Regions from separate parts of the Hordeum vulgare genome. Here region 2 is linked to region 1. A link is a contact called in public Hi-C data. All regions are on one chromosome and are shown on one strand. The core of a region is the stretch at or near the end of the contact, and the rest is flanking DNA. Distances in the headings are between cores, read along the strand shown.

Region 1 (6,294 bases), core at 744-3,243:
TCCTCGATCTTAGCCGCGAGGCACGGCCAGCTCCGTCTAGCCACGGACAACCATCTCCGTTGTCGCCCGCGTCCCGCGTCCACCGGGTGAATGAACCGCCCCAAGCGCATCCCGGGCTAGATACCCTTGAGCGGCTGCCACTGGATCTGGTACTGGATAACCTCGCGCACATCGCGCATAGCCTGGATCCACTGGCGCCTCGTGTGCCGTGTGCATCGTGTCTGTATCGGTTGCACCTCCTCTCTGGAGCGATTTTTTTCACGAGACGCAAAGGTTTCTTCGTTGCTTTGGGCATGAGCGGGGATAATGGGCCCGATGCAACCCAATTAACCAGATGGCTCAGAAAAAAGCTACGGGAGCCGCTGCCTTGCGACATTGAGCCCACTTCGGCATTAACGCACAACTTAGCGAAGATCCAACGGTGAAAAATGCCCAGTTAACGAAATCCACGGCCAGAAACGTCTAATTATTGAGAGGACAGGAATTAGGTGCTGTTTTACTGTTCTTCGTTGCTTTGGGCATGAGCGGGGTAATGGGCCCGATGCAACCCAATTAACGAGAGGGCTCAGAAAAACCTACGGGAGCAGCTGCCTTGCGACATTGAGCCCACTTCGGCATTAACGTACAGCTTAGCGAAGATCCAACGGTGAAAAATGCCTTGTTAACGAAATCCACGGCCAGAAACGTCTAATTATTGAGAGGGCAGGAATTAGGTGCAGTTTTACTGTTCTTAACATAAACGGCTTTCGTAAGTCCCGCTTAGTTAGTTTTCCTAACGTGGGTTCATTTTGATCGGGGAAAAAACTTCATTAAACTGTTAGACCATATGCGGGCTTAAATGGTATCCATTTTACATTTTACATATGTATTAATAGGAAGGAGGTCTCCTTTTTTGAAGAGTTGGAAGAAGCAACTAGTTGACGAGGGTTCTTTTCAAAGCCTTTGAACGATCACTCTCACGTGATGTCACTTGACATGTTCTCAACCGCCGTCACGTGTCACGTCCTGAGCGTTTCTTTAGATTTTTTTTTATTTTTTTGCACGCGTTTTTGACTTTTTAGTCGATTTTTTTCGTTTTCGATGTTCTGGTTTTTCCACCGGTATTTCTTAGCTTTTGGACGAAAAAAAATTCAACTTTTTTCGTGAAAAAAGCAAGCATGTTTTTTCTTCCATGAAAGACACATATTTGATTTTGCGAGAGGCACGACCATGCCTCTCAGAGATGAAAAAAATCCATGTTTTTTGCTTTGTTTTTCTTTCGCAAGAGGAACGGTTTTGCTTCCGCTAGAGGCACGGTTTTGCTTTCAGGAGAGGCACGATCGTGTCACTCAGAAACGGGAAAAAACATGTTTTCAATTTTTTTCTTTCGCGAGAGGCACAATTTTGTTTTTCGAAAGGCACGGTCGTACCTCTCGAAAACGAAAAAACGCATTTTCTGTTTTTTTTTATGAGAGGACGTTTTTTCGCTTCCGTGAGACGCACGACCGTGTCTCTTGGAAACAAAGAAAACATGTTTTTTTTCTTCTGTGGTAGGCATGATTTTTTAGTCCATTTTTTTGTGTAATTTTTTTTATCAATATCTGTTAACACGGTATTTAATTTTGAAGATCTCGACGCAAGAAATCCAACCGTGAAAATGCTTCAAGATTTGAATGCACAGTTAAAGCGATAAAATATTTTAAAAATACGGATCTACGAAAAAAGTAAATACTCCCAGGTTGTGACAAGTGACACACATACAATTTTCCACTTTTCATAATCTGAGAAGTTGGGAGTGACCTTTTAAAAAAAAGTATTCCTTAATTAGTGATTCTGAGAGCTGGAGTTTGCAATGCAGAAAGAAAAGAAAAAACATAGTATTACCTCTAATCACGATATACCATGGCGGCCTGGTACTCTTTCGAAAAGGCAACCTACTGTTATGGGCCTTACACGGGCCAGCCCATAAACCATCTCAGCCGGGGTTCTATCACTCGCCGAGCGAGAGCTGAAAAGGCGGAGACAGGAAGAGGTGTGGCATCATCGTCTTCCTCCTCTCTTATCCGGAACTACACCATGCTCCCGATGTCCGTCCACCCCGCTACTACGCCGGCCCTCGCGTCGCGGCCCCGCGTCTCCCTGCCCAGACCTTCCACACCCTCCTCCTCTTCCAGCCTCGTCCACCTCAAGAGCAGGAGGCCACCCCTTCGCTCGCTCCGCAGCCTCACCGCCGCCGCCGCCGCCGCCGCCGTCGAAGCGGGGGAGCCATACTTCGGTTTGGGGGACGACGAGCCACTTGGCGGAGAAGGAGACGCGGAAGCCGTGGTCGAAAGCGAGGAGGTAATGGCCTTTTCAACTGCTCTGCTGAACTTGGGTCATCTTCTGCCCGTGCGATAAATCATTGGAATGTAGCTCAGCCCGTGGAAGTTGGTACATTGTTTTTGCACATAGAAGGAGTTCAGTTAGATTCCGTTTGCAAATGTACCGTCCTCCTGTTCACTGAAATTTATTAGGCCGTCCATTTCCACAGACAAATTGAGTCCGATGATGTCACAAAATAAAATTGGAGAAGAATGGTTTTGAACTTCTATACGTCTTTAGTGCATACTCCCTCCGTTCCTAAATACTCCCTTCGTTCATAAATATAAGTCTTTTAAACGATTTCACTAAGGGTCTACATACGGAGCAAAATGATTGAATCTATACTCTAAAATATGTCTATATACATCCGTATGTTGTCCACCAGTGAAATCTCTACAAAGACTTATATTTAGGAACGGATGGAGTATAAGACCTTTTAAAGATTACACTATAGACTAACGAATGTATATAGACATATTTTAGAGTATAGGTTCATTCATTTCGCTTCGTGTGATCTAAATGCTCATATATTTCTTTACAGAGGGAGTACTTTTTAAACGAATAGCATACGAGAATAGTCCCAAAGTCCACTGAAACTGAAATCCTGAAAATCATAACCACGTTACAGTACGGCACAAGCTTGTGGAGGTAGTGTCCGACATCAGAAAGTCGACAGTGTGACAATGGTTTTGATTGTAAATCATTTTAATTTTGCGCTGTGCTAAAACAGCATAACTGGATTCACATGCCAGACAAAAATTGTAATGCCAGAATGAAATTTGAGATAATTTGAAACTTGTGCATGGCAGTACAAGGTGGAGGTGCCTGAAAAGCAGGACCCGATGCTGGTACTGAAGTTCATATGGATGGAGAAGAACATTGGCATAGCGCTTGACCAGATGGTTCCGGGTGTTGGTAGCATCCCCTTAAGCCCCTACTACTTCTGGCCGCGGAAAGATGCATGGGAGGAACTGAGAGCGAAACTCGAGGAGAAAGAGTGGATCTCGCAGAAGCAGATGATCATCCTTCTCAACCAGGCCACGGACATCATCAACCTCTGGCAGCAAGGCGGCGGCAGCTTGTCGACATGAGGGGCTCTATCTTCTCCCAACCTCACAACCTGTTTAGTGTCTTTCTTCTTGCTTTGTTGTTAATTAATGTTAAAGCCACAACGCCACATGGTACATGATCCTGTAGATCGATTCAATCTCTTCTCATATGATTCTGTTTGTGGAGAATGAATTTTGATTAATCCTTGCAAGGGTGGTGTGTTTGGGTTCGGTTATTGGCAAGGACGGTGTTTAAGATGATCGACCGTGAATGGTTCTACTCCCTTCGTCCTAAAATAACTGTCTTAACTTTATATTAGCTCTAGTATAAAATTATACTACGCTTAAGACACTACCTGCATCGGAATACCACTGGATGGACATATGACCAATATTCTGCCGGCTAGCTTGATCCTCGGCTACCATGCAATTTCAGCAGTCAAGAGTCAACACCCCTGACAAACCTTAGCTAGAAAAAAGAATGGGATTTCCAGCGTCCGGCTTCGCCATTGGTACTACTCCGTCCTTGTCTATTGGTCTTCGTATTTTGTCCCCAAATTTGGTCGTAGATTAAACTACCGAAGTATAAGTTATATGTCACGAGACTTATATTGTTGAATTTATATTGGAAACAGGTTTTCGTTGTTACTTCTTTTGCGGTTTATAGCCTACTTTTTGGTGCTTAATAAAGCAAAGGTCAACGTTTGACCCAAAATGAAAAGAAAAGACTAGTAAACCTGGACGGAGGTAGCTTCAAAGAAAAAAAAACTTCACCGTTGATTATCCCGGTGGACCCGCACATGCGCGTCGGTGACCGGATTTTTTCACTGTTTTAACATTTTTTCTAAACGTAAGCACAAAATGAACCAGATTTAAAACCATTTCACGATCTGACTCTCTTAGAAACGCCACAAGCCGTGGCGTTGCTGCCTCACTATGCAACGCCTGTCTACCGTGGCATTGCTGCCCTACATAGATACGCCTGTCAACTGTGGCATTTTTTCTTTTCTGCAATGCCAGTCTACAGTGGCGTTGCAGACCCACGGTGAAACGCCAACAGTGCTGGCGTTGCTGTCCTACAGTGACACGCCTGTCTACCGTGACGTTTTTTCTTTCTTGCAACGCCAGTCTAATGTGACGTTGCAAGCCGATTGTGAAACGCCAACAGTGCTGGCGTTGCAGACCCACTATGGAACGCAGCGACGACATCCAGCCAGCCCACGGCATGCTGTCAGCAACATGTGTACTGCTGAAACGCCATGGACCATGACGTTTTACTCGTGGTCTGCAACGCCACATTAGACTGGCGTTTCTATGTGCGTCTGCAACGCCATATTAGACTGACGTTTCTATGTGCGTCTGCAATGCCACGGGCTCTGGCGTTTCAAAAAAGGTCAGATCGTGAAATAGTTTCAATCAGAGTTCATTCCGTGAAATACTTTCATCCCACGGGTTAAAATCGTGAAAAAAAATCCTCGGTGACCGGCCAGAGCTGAAATCCTGGGAAGGCCTCCGCGGTACCCCGCAGGAGGTGGGCTTGGTGCGAGTTCGAGCGCGAGCTACACTACGCGCGCGCACACACATCCAAATGACTTGGGCCGCTGGGCTTCTGTGTACATGCGGCTATCAAGTGGTATGCCGGGCTGCCGTCATGTGTTGCGCGCTGGGCGCATCCACGAGAGCATATGTTTTTTTTTCAATTTTCTTCTATTTTCCTAGGTTTTTTAGAAAAAATATATATTTTTCTGCATGAAGCATGCTGTGTGAAAATCACAGTTGTGCTTCACGGTGAAGCATATGTGTGCTTCTCGAAAAATGAAAAACATAGTTGTGATTCACGGTGAAACACAACTATGAAAAAGCAGTTGCTTCCCGAAGAGTTAAAAATCACAAAATGAGCTTTTGTTTTTTTTGTTTTAGGTTTTGCAGTTTTGTCTTGAGGAAAAAGTCTATTCAAACATATTAACATGAGATCTAGTATTAAAAATCTCGATGAGAGAAACATAACTGCGAAAATGGTTTTATAACTTCAACACATGGTTTAAGAGATAAAATATTTTGAAAAAACATATCTATAAAAGAAGACTCACGCTATGACAAGTGTCATATATGCAGTGCGTCACTTGTCGCCGTCGCCAACAGAGAAGATGTGACCTTTGCAAATAATAGCAATAAACTCATCATTAATGATTTCACCTACTCTCTCCCTCCCTCCCTTTCCTGTGTGAAAGGACGTGGATGTCGCCTAGAGGGGGGGGGGGGAATAGGCGTTTTAAAATAATTACGGTTTAGGCTTGAACAAATGCGGAATAAAACTAACGTTTAATTTGTCAAGCACAAAAACTACAACAACTAGGCTAACCTATGTGCACCAACAACTTATGCTAAGCAAGATAAACAACTAAGTGATAGCAAGATATATGACAATAAACAATATGGCTATCACAAAGTAAAGTGCATAAGTAAAGGGTTCGGTTAAGAGATAACCGAGGCATGCAGAGACAATGATGTATCCCGAAGTTCACACCCTTGCGGATGCTAATCTCCGTTGGAGTGGTGTGGAGGCACAATGCTCCCCAAGATGCCACTAAGGCCACCGTAATCTCCTCACGCCCTCGCACAATGCAAGATGTCGTGATTCCACTAAGGAACCCTTGAGGGCGGTCACCGAACCCGTACAAACAAGGTTGGGGCAATCTCCACAACTTAATTGGAGGCTCCCAACAACACCACGAAGCTTCGCCACAATGGCATATGGCTTCGAGGTGACCACGAATGCTCGGGGCAATCTCCACAACTTAATTGGAGACCCCGACGCTTGCCCGGAGCTTTACACCACAATGATTGAGCTTCGAGACACCACCAAGCTTCTAGGGGTACCAAGTACCCAAAGGTAATAAGCTTC
Region 2 (7,254 bases), core at 2,606-5,105, 230 kb after region 1:
CCCGGACAATTAAGTCATGTAAGAAGGTTTTATATTTGTTTTTCAATTAATTTTAATCTTCTACCACTTATCCATATATTTTTAACAAGGTTTCCGCCGCAACAAACGGGACATGTCTATTATACCAAATTTCCGCCTCCCATAGTAATACAATAATTGTTGGTATTTTTTTTAGTCAAGCCTAATATTTAAGTTATTTACAAATGGAGAAAGTATGTACAGTCTGCAGATCTATATATGTGCTCCTCTATATATCATACGGATCCCGATCATTTGAGGCAACCCACGAAAACTTTGTATTGAATCACAAGGGAGAGAGGATGCCATCTAGCTACGGCTATGGATCCAAGATCCTAAGGAGGCTACTCGCGCATGGTCATGGTAGCAAAAGGGTTGATGAAGATGGCTCCGGTGATGGATTCCCCCTCCGGCAGCATGACATAAAAGGCCTTTAGATTGGATCTTCACGGAACAAGAGCTTGCGGTGGAGGAAAAAATATGGAAAATGGTATATTGGTTTTAGGAATTGTGAGATTCATAGGCAATAAATGAGCAAAAGGCCGTGTGGAGGGGCGCCAAACGGGCCCACCATGCCCCTGTATGCGTGGGGCGTGTAAGTTACCCACTCACCCCTTCGTTGCCCTCTCGTTCCTTCTTCGTTCAAAAAAAACATCAAAAATCCCCACGGTATTTAGAGGTCCGAAGAAATCAATTTTCTGTAAAACCAAAAATATGCAGAAAACAACAACTCGCTTTAGATACTGAATTAATAGGTTAGTCTATAAAAATAATATAAATTGCTGCAAAAATATTTAAATGTGATGTAATAGTATGAAACAATAAAAAGTATAGATACGTTTGGGAGTATCATAGCCATCAACCTGGAGCCCCTCTGTTCATCGTTGAACGACGTTTAGGAACGAGTGGTTGTTTTCATTTGCACTAGTATATAATTTTTCATGAAAAAGCACTAGTGTTGACTTTGGGCAAAAAGAACAAAAGTTATTTGCCATTATAGGGTCACTATTCACACTATTTGGGACAAAAAATTATTATTTTTGAAAAGAAGGCGATGTAGTTTTCTTTTTCTTTTTGTGAAACTCTTTTTACAATATAATGAGAGGTCAAGGTTATTTCAAAATATTTTTTGACTTTTTATTTATTTATTAAAAGAATTACCAATAATTATTGTATTACTATGGGAGGCGGAAATATTTTTAGTCAAGCCTAATATTTAAAGTATTTACAAATGGAGGAAGTATGTACAGTCTGCAGATCTATATATGCGCTCCTCTATATATATACATGTATGATCGAATTTCATATTTCGTAAGTATTACTCCCTCCGTCCCAAAATAAGTGTCTTCAACTTAGTACAACTTTGTACTAGAGTTAGTATAAAGTTGAGATAGTTATTTTGGGACGGAGGAGTACTAGTACGGTTTGCATCAGAGATGAGAATCAATCAAATCATGGTCACATGAGGTTGCTTAATTAGCCAGCTAGCTAGCTAGTTAGCTTACGGCAGAGCAGCAGAGTCTTGACTTGGAACGGCATGGCTATTCCCGTCGATGGCCCCGCGTCGTTTTGTTCGATTTAGTATAAACTAGGAAGGACGTTGCCTTTCTTATACAGCGACGGCGACCGGCCGGAGTTATAAAAAGCCAGGTCCCCATGTGGCTGGTACGGCAACCGCATTATATTAGATCCACGCGATCAGCGCGATAAGTTTAATTACGAGAAACAATTTTCGTACTACTAGTAGCCACAATTGTGCAACCTAAGCTATCACATTGATTAAGGCGGCGCTTAGGTAATGCCGAGGTAGGTGACCGTGAGAGTACGTAATCGTCTACGTCTTTCTTAGGTTGTTTTTTTTTCCTGCATCGAACTGGAAGGGAAGGAGATGTGTAGCACGCCAGTGCGGTGCCCCGCGGCCCTTTTTTCTTTTGGCTTTTGATTTTAATCTTTCACATCTTTTGAACCAAAAGACCAAATTAATTTTTGCTTTCATATTCATGTGTTTATGATGACGGCTTTCAAAAAGATCAATTTTGAATGTGTTTTGATGAACTTTTAAATTTCTGTTAAGTTTGAACATCTTAAATTTAGTATGAACGGCCGATAAAATACTAAGTTCCAAAACCGCCAAAATATCACGCTTCAGAAAGTAAAACTTAAAATTAGGTGTGCCCTCGGGATCCAGACACTTTGCGGATCACAAGGCAATCTGACGACTGGTACGGCTAAACAAGTGCTCTATTGTATTGTTCGGTCGTGTATTTCGGTTCGATGATTTATATATAAAGTAAGGTAAAAGCCTATTTGAGACGTTAGACAGCTGGTTACCCCCTTTGAATTTTTGGGTCGAACGTTTATCTTATATAGGTGGGATGGAGGGGTTGCCAAATGGGAATATGACGCAAGGCAATTGTTTGAATTTTCTCTATTAAAGCTTGAAAATTCACTAGATAAAGGTCTAGTCGATGTAACTGTCGTTCTGCACTTGTGGCAGTTTTTTTTACACCCCTCGTGGCAGTTTAGTCAGCACAAATGTACAAACAAAATGATAAAAAAATGTGTAAATATAAAAAATTAAAAATTAAAATAGGGTAGAAATACAAATTCACCAGTAAAATTACGAATTTGTTTTCATTTCTCTTATGTTTACCTTTTTGTCGTATTCATACAATAGTTGTATATAAATTTCTTTTCTAAAATTAGTTTTTACACTATTGCTTTATTAGTTTCAAAATGTAATCTTTATGTGCATTTCTTTCAAATTAGTTGGCTTAAAGGACCATAGTTAACTTTTAAGCAATACTTGGTAGACCAGAAATACTCTCTATCATTCATATAATATAATGATCCCTTGTGTTATATATTCATTTACATATAATGTGTAGCCATAACTTTCTACATGTTGTTTGAATCCCTTAAATGTCTTGTGTGCATGGTCTTTTATAGTGTATAGCGCATGTGCTAGAAACATGTGAGTTTTTCTGTTTGTGTAGTTTGCATGAAAATGTATTTCACCATGAAACTATACAAACAAGCAAGCAGTATACATCCATAGGTATGTGTTTTTTTAGAATAATTTTTAAGCCTAAACTCATTTTTTAAGATTTAGAAAAACACGAGGACCATGGATCCCGTGGCTTATATATTAAAATAGAACCCACATCCGAATGAGGTGCCATAAATTCGTTCCCGACGAGATTTAAAACATGGACAGCCCGGATGTGACACTACTCAGCCGCTGGGCTCTAGTGCCCGGTTCTCGGATTTTTTGAGTTCTTCAAAAACCGTGCTCCATGGGGGTTTGAAAGCCAAGCACAATTTGTCATATATCCATCACTACTATTTGCTCTGTACAAGATACAAAATCAAATATATTGTATGTATGTCATGTACACGATCTCATATTCCATCCGTCTCGATATAAATATCTTAAGCTTAATATAACTTTGTACTAGAGCTAGTACAAAGTTAAGACAGTTATTTTAAGACGGGGGAGTATAAATAACCTGCAAAAAAACATATAGCCGCACTTTCTCTTCGTTTGCTTTTCTCCATCCCACTAAAGAAATCAAGGTTGCATCTTTTTAAAGACAGCCTCATATCTTGACTTGTCCCTAAATGACATCCAAGGTATTTAAATAAAAATTTATATCTACTACTGTACAATGCCTTACTTTACCTTTCTTGCGTGCAACCAATTTGGGGCATCCTTTCCAAGATGGCCCATGCCCCCATAATTATCATCACTTGTTTAGCATTTACAATAAACTAACCTATCTTATGATCCTAGCCAATCGGGGGGTATCTTTCCCCTTCCATTTGCTTGCTAATTTAAGGAAGTTGGGCAACTAAAGGAAAGACAAGTTGCAGAGCCACCAGCAGAAGACTCCTCTCCCCTTCCTCTTCCTCTCTCTCCCCTCCAATCAGCCTATCTGGGAAACCTGGGAACTTTCTCCTTCCAGAGCTCCGGCAGCTAGATCCACCCAGCTTATCTCTGCACCGGGGTAGCTCGCTCTCCGCGTGTGGGAGGTATTTGAAGATGGGGCGGGGCAAGATAGTGATCCGGCGGATCGACAACTCCACGAGCCGGCAGGTGACGTTCTCGAAGCGGAGGAATGGGATCTTCAAGAAGGCCAAGGAGCTGGGTATTCTCTGCGATGCCGAGGTCGGTCTCGTCATCTTCTCCAGCACCGGCCGCCTCTATGAGTACGCCAGCTCCAGGTCAATGGATTCCATTGCTTCTGTTTGATTTCCCATTTTCTCAGAAAAAACAAGCTACTTTGATCATGAAAACTACATGCTTGTTTTGTTGATTAGCTTCTGATGCCTGTGATTTCACCTTTGAAAGCTTGTTTAAATTTTTGAGAGAACTTTTCGAAAATATATTTGTGTTTATCTGCAAAGGCCACCAACCATCAAGAGTACAGCTGCCTGTAACACATGCATACAGCGGCCATGAGTAAGAAGAATACTAGTATAGTAGTATGACAAATTGTTTCCTTTTAGAATCAGCTTAAAAAATTGCACATCTTTTGTTTATTCTATTTACCTTCTATCTAGCCTCTTATGTACTCCGGCCCTCTAACTATTTACTGTTCTCCATGCATTTCTTAGCTTGATCCTAACTACACACTGGAATGAAGAAAATACATATCTCCTTGTCAAAATGAAGTACTCCCTCTGTAAAGAAATATAAGATCGTTTAGATCACTAATATAGTGAACTAAACAATCTTATATATCTTTACAGAGGGAGTAATATAGATCTAGGGTTTTCTGGTACTATGTGGGAAGTGGGAACCATGTTCACCTCAGACGACTTCACATGAGTACAGTAATTGTTTGTAAATTACATAAGAATCTGTTCTTATTGGTGTGTTGTTCGATCAAATTCTTGCAGTATGAAGTCAGTGATAGATCGATATGGCCGAGCGAAGGAGGAGCAGCAACTTGTTGCAAACCCCAACTCGGAGCTTAAGGTAAGCCTTGTAGACCTTAGATAAACAATTTTTCGTCGGGTGAAACTGCTGCTGTTTCCTACAGCTGGCTCATTAGTTATATTGGTTTTTAATAGTTTCACCTCTTTACTACAATACCACCACCAGCAGCACACCCCTACCCCACCCCCAGCGCGTCTGTCACACTAGTTGAGTAAAAGTTTTTAAACAGCCTCAGGAAACAAGTTAGATAAGAAACAGACAACAAGGTAAATTGTCTTTCTAGCATCCATAAACTACATATACAAGAACAAGAGAGCAACTGTTGCTACAGTTAGCATGTAAATCGAGGGATCAAAATACTAAATTAAATTGAAAGGACGTTTATCTGCAACATCCATGCATACATGAGTTTGGCAATGAGTTGGTGTCTACTGTGAGGTTTGTTTTATCTTTGATTTCAAAGTAAATAGATGCAGTGCTACTTTTGCTCTTCATTTGTACAGAAGTGTTGTATGTATGCGCACGAGATAAGGTGTCTTGAACTCTTGATCATGTTGACTATAACTACGGTGCAGACGCCAGCTTAGGCATTATTTTGTTGGCGGTAGAGATGTTTATATAGTTAACGAAGTTCAGAATGTATGCACCCAGTACATAGTTTGAAGAATGGGTAGTTATATAAGGAAGCTCAGAAGGTATGCACGCAGTAGACAGTTTCAACAATGGGTAGTTATGTTACTTGGTCGTCACTACGGCCTTCATAATCATGTTGTGAATTACAGCAACTAGCTACGGCTCACGTCAGCTATAACAAGTACTAAGGTTAGGTTTTAATGTGCTAAAGGGATAGAGGTAATCAAATAGTGCATAATGTAGTGCCGCGGACCAAGTTCAACAGAAAAACCATCGAGGTATATACAAAGTAAGGGACTTGTTCCCTCTCAAGATTGCTTGAAATAGCTAGGCCACTTCAAGCATGTTTAAACTGGACAGAGTTATAGCAAGTTAGTTACGACTTACGAGCCTGCTGAACAGTCAACTGTTGCTATGTTTTGACCATTATTGCATGTAGTAGTAAGAATGATGTTTCATGCTACTTGGGTGTTCTCATACCCTTTAGCGGGAAATTAGTACTAGATGCAAATCGTTGATGGCCAAGATATCTGGGCTGTTATTACATTTCGAGGAATTGGGGAATGTACTTTCTCCGTTCCAATGAATAAGGTGTGCACGCTTCCCAAAATCTAACTTTGACCACGAATTAGGCTAATAATGTATATTTTTGTGACTTAGACAGTATACCGTTAAAAACTTTTTTTCAATACGAATTCAACAGTATGATGTTTATCACATATTATCCGCATGTGGTTGGTATAATTCATGGTAAAAGTTGAATTTCGGGATGTTGTGTGCCTTGTTCATTGGAAAGGAGCGATTAATCGTATAGCTAACTGAGCTTAGATCTAAGAAAAAGATGGTGTGATATTGTAATTAAGGATCAGAGAGGACACTCTTGTACCATATTATGATGTACCATCGTAGCGCAAAGCGAGATAATTTAATAAGAAATACATCATATCCACAACTTTGTATTGAGATTTTTCAAAGGAATAAATGAATTGACAATATGATACTAGTGTGTAAACCAAAACCATACAAAGAACGGCCAACAAGAGCACAAACGTGTAAAACCCTCACAATGGTCCAAATAAGAGGATATGAGCTCTTCAACAAAAGAATCAAAGGAGGAAGATACATGCTCAACACTGCAACTCCTCGGGACAAGGCTCTTCCCGAGAGTGTTTCATCCTTCCACCACATTTGCATCCAGTGGCAAGCCCATGTGGGTTAGATTGTAGAGTGCATCCTTGTTGCTATCACCACAACATCACATCATTGGATACCAACATGTGTCGGCTTACTTCCTGATCATGCCCATGAAAAAAACAGAATAATTGAGATGTCTTGGGGAAAAACTCATTGTCTTAGCATGTTTAGTCGCTAGCTAGGTATCTAGTCCATGTTCCATGCTTAATTCTACAATTTACTTGGTCAAGCTTTATTTATTGCACCAACCTCGCCATTATCAATCTATAGTAGATCCAACCTCGATCACATAGTGACACTTGACCAAGATTCGTTGTGAACTACTTTTGTTGGACAAGAATCATATATTATGTTTATTCAAAAACTTTAGGTAAGGTGACCACGTGAGGTGGGGTGCATATATGTGGGTGGCTTCATTATAACTCTCCCATTCATTTATGAAACATACTCCCCTTCTTTTTCTTCTT

Evidence for each region. A called contact is a pair of places that touch in the nucleus more often than the background predicts.
Region 2: a contact with region 1 is called in a Hi-C map of leaf, with 4 times the contacts expected there. The contact joins the promoter of LOC123426922 here to the promoter of LOC123426921 in region 1. A contact is called at or near these places in 3 of 6 Hi-C or Micro-C datasets (leaf and seedling).

The regions. Positions count from the first base shown.
Region 1 is chr2H:512,100,299-512,106,592 of MorexV3_pseudomolecules_assembly, forward strand. LOC123426921 (30S ribosomal protein 3, chloroplastic) reads left to right here and starts at 1,994. Exons shown (of 2, transcript XM_045110831.1): 1 at 1,994-2,319; 2 at 3,150-3,601. The coding sequence starts at 2,056. The coding sequence ends at 3,431.
Region 2 is chr2H:512,328,132-512,335,385 of MorexV3_pseudomolecules_assembly, forward strand. LOC123426922 (MADS-box transcription factor 27-like) reads left to right here and starts at 3,856. Exons shown (of 7, transcript XM_045110832.1): 1 at 3,856-4,242; 2 at 4,921-4,999. The coding sequence starts at 4,061.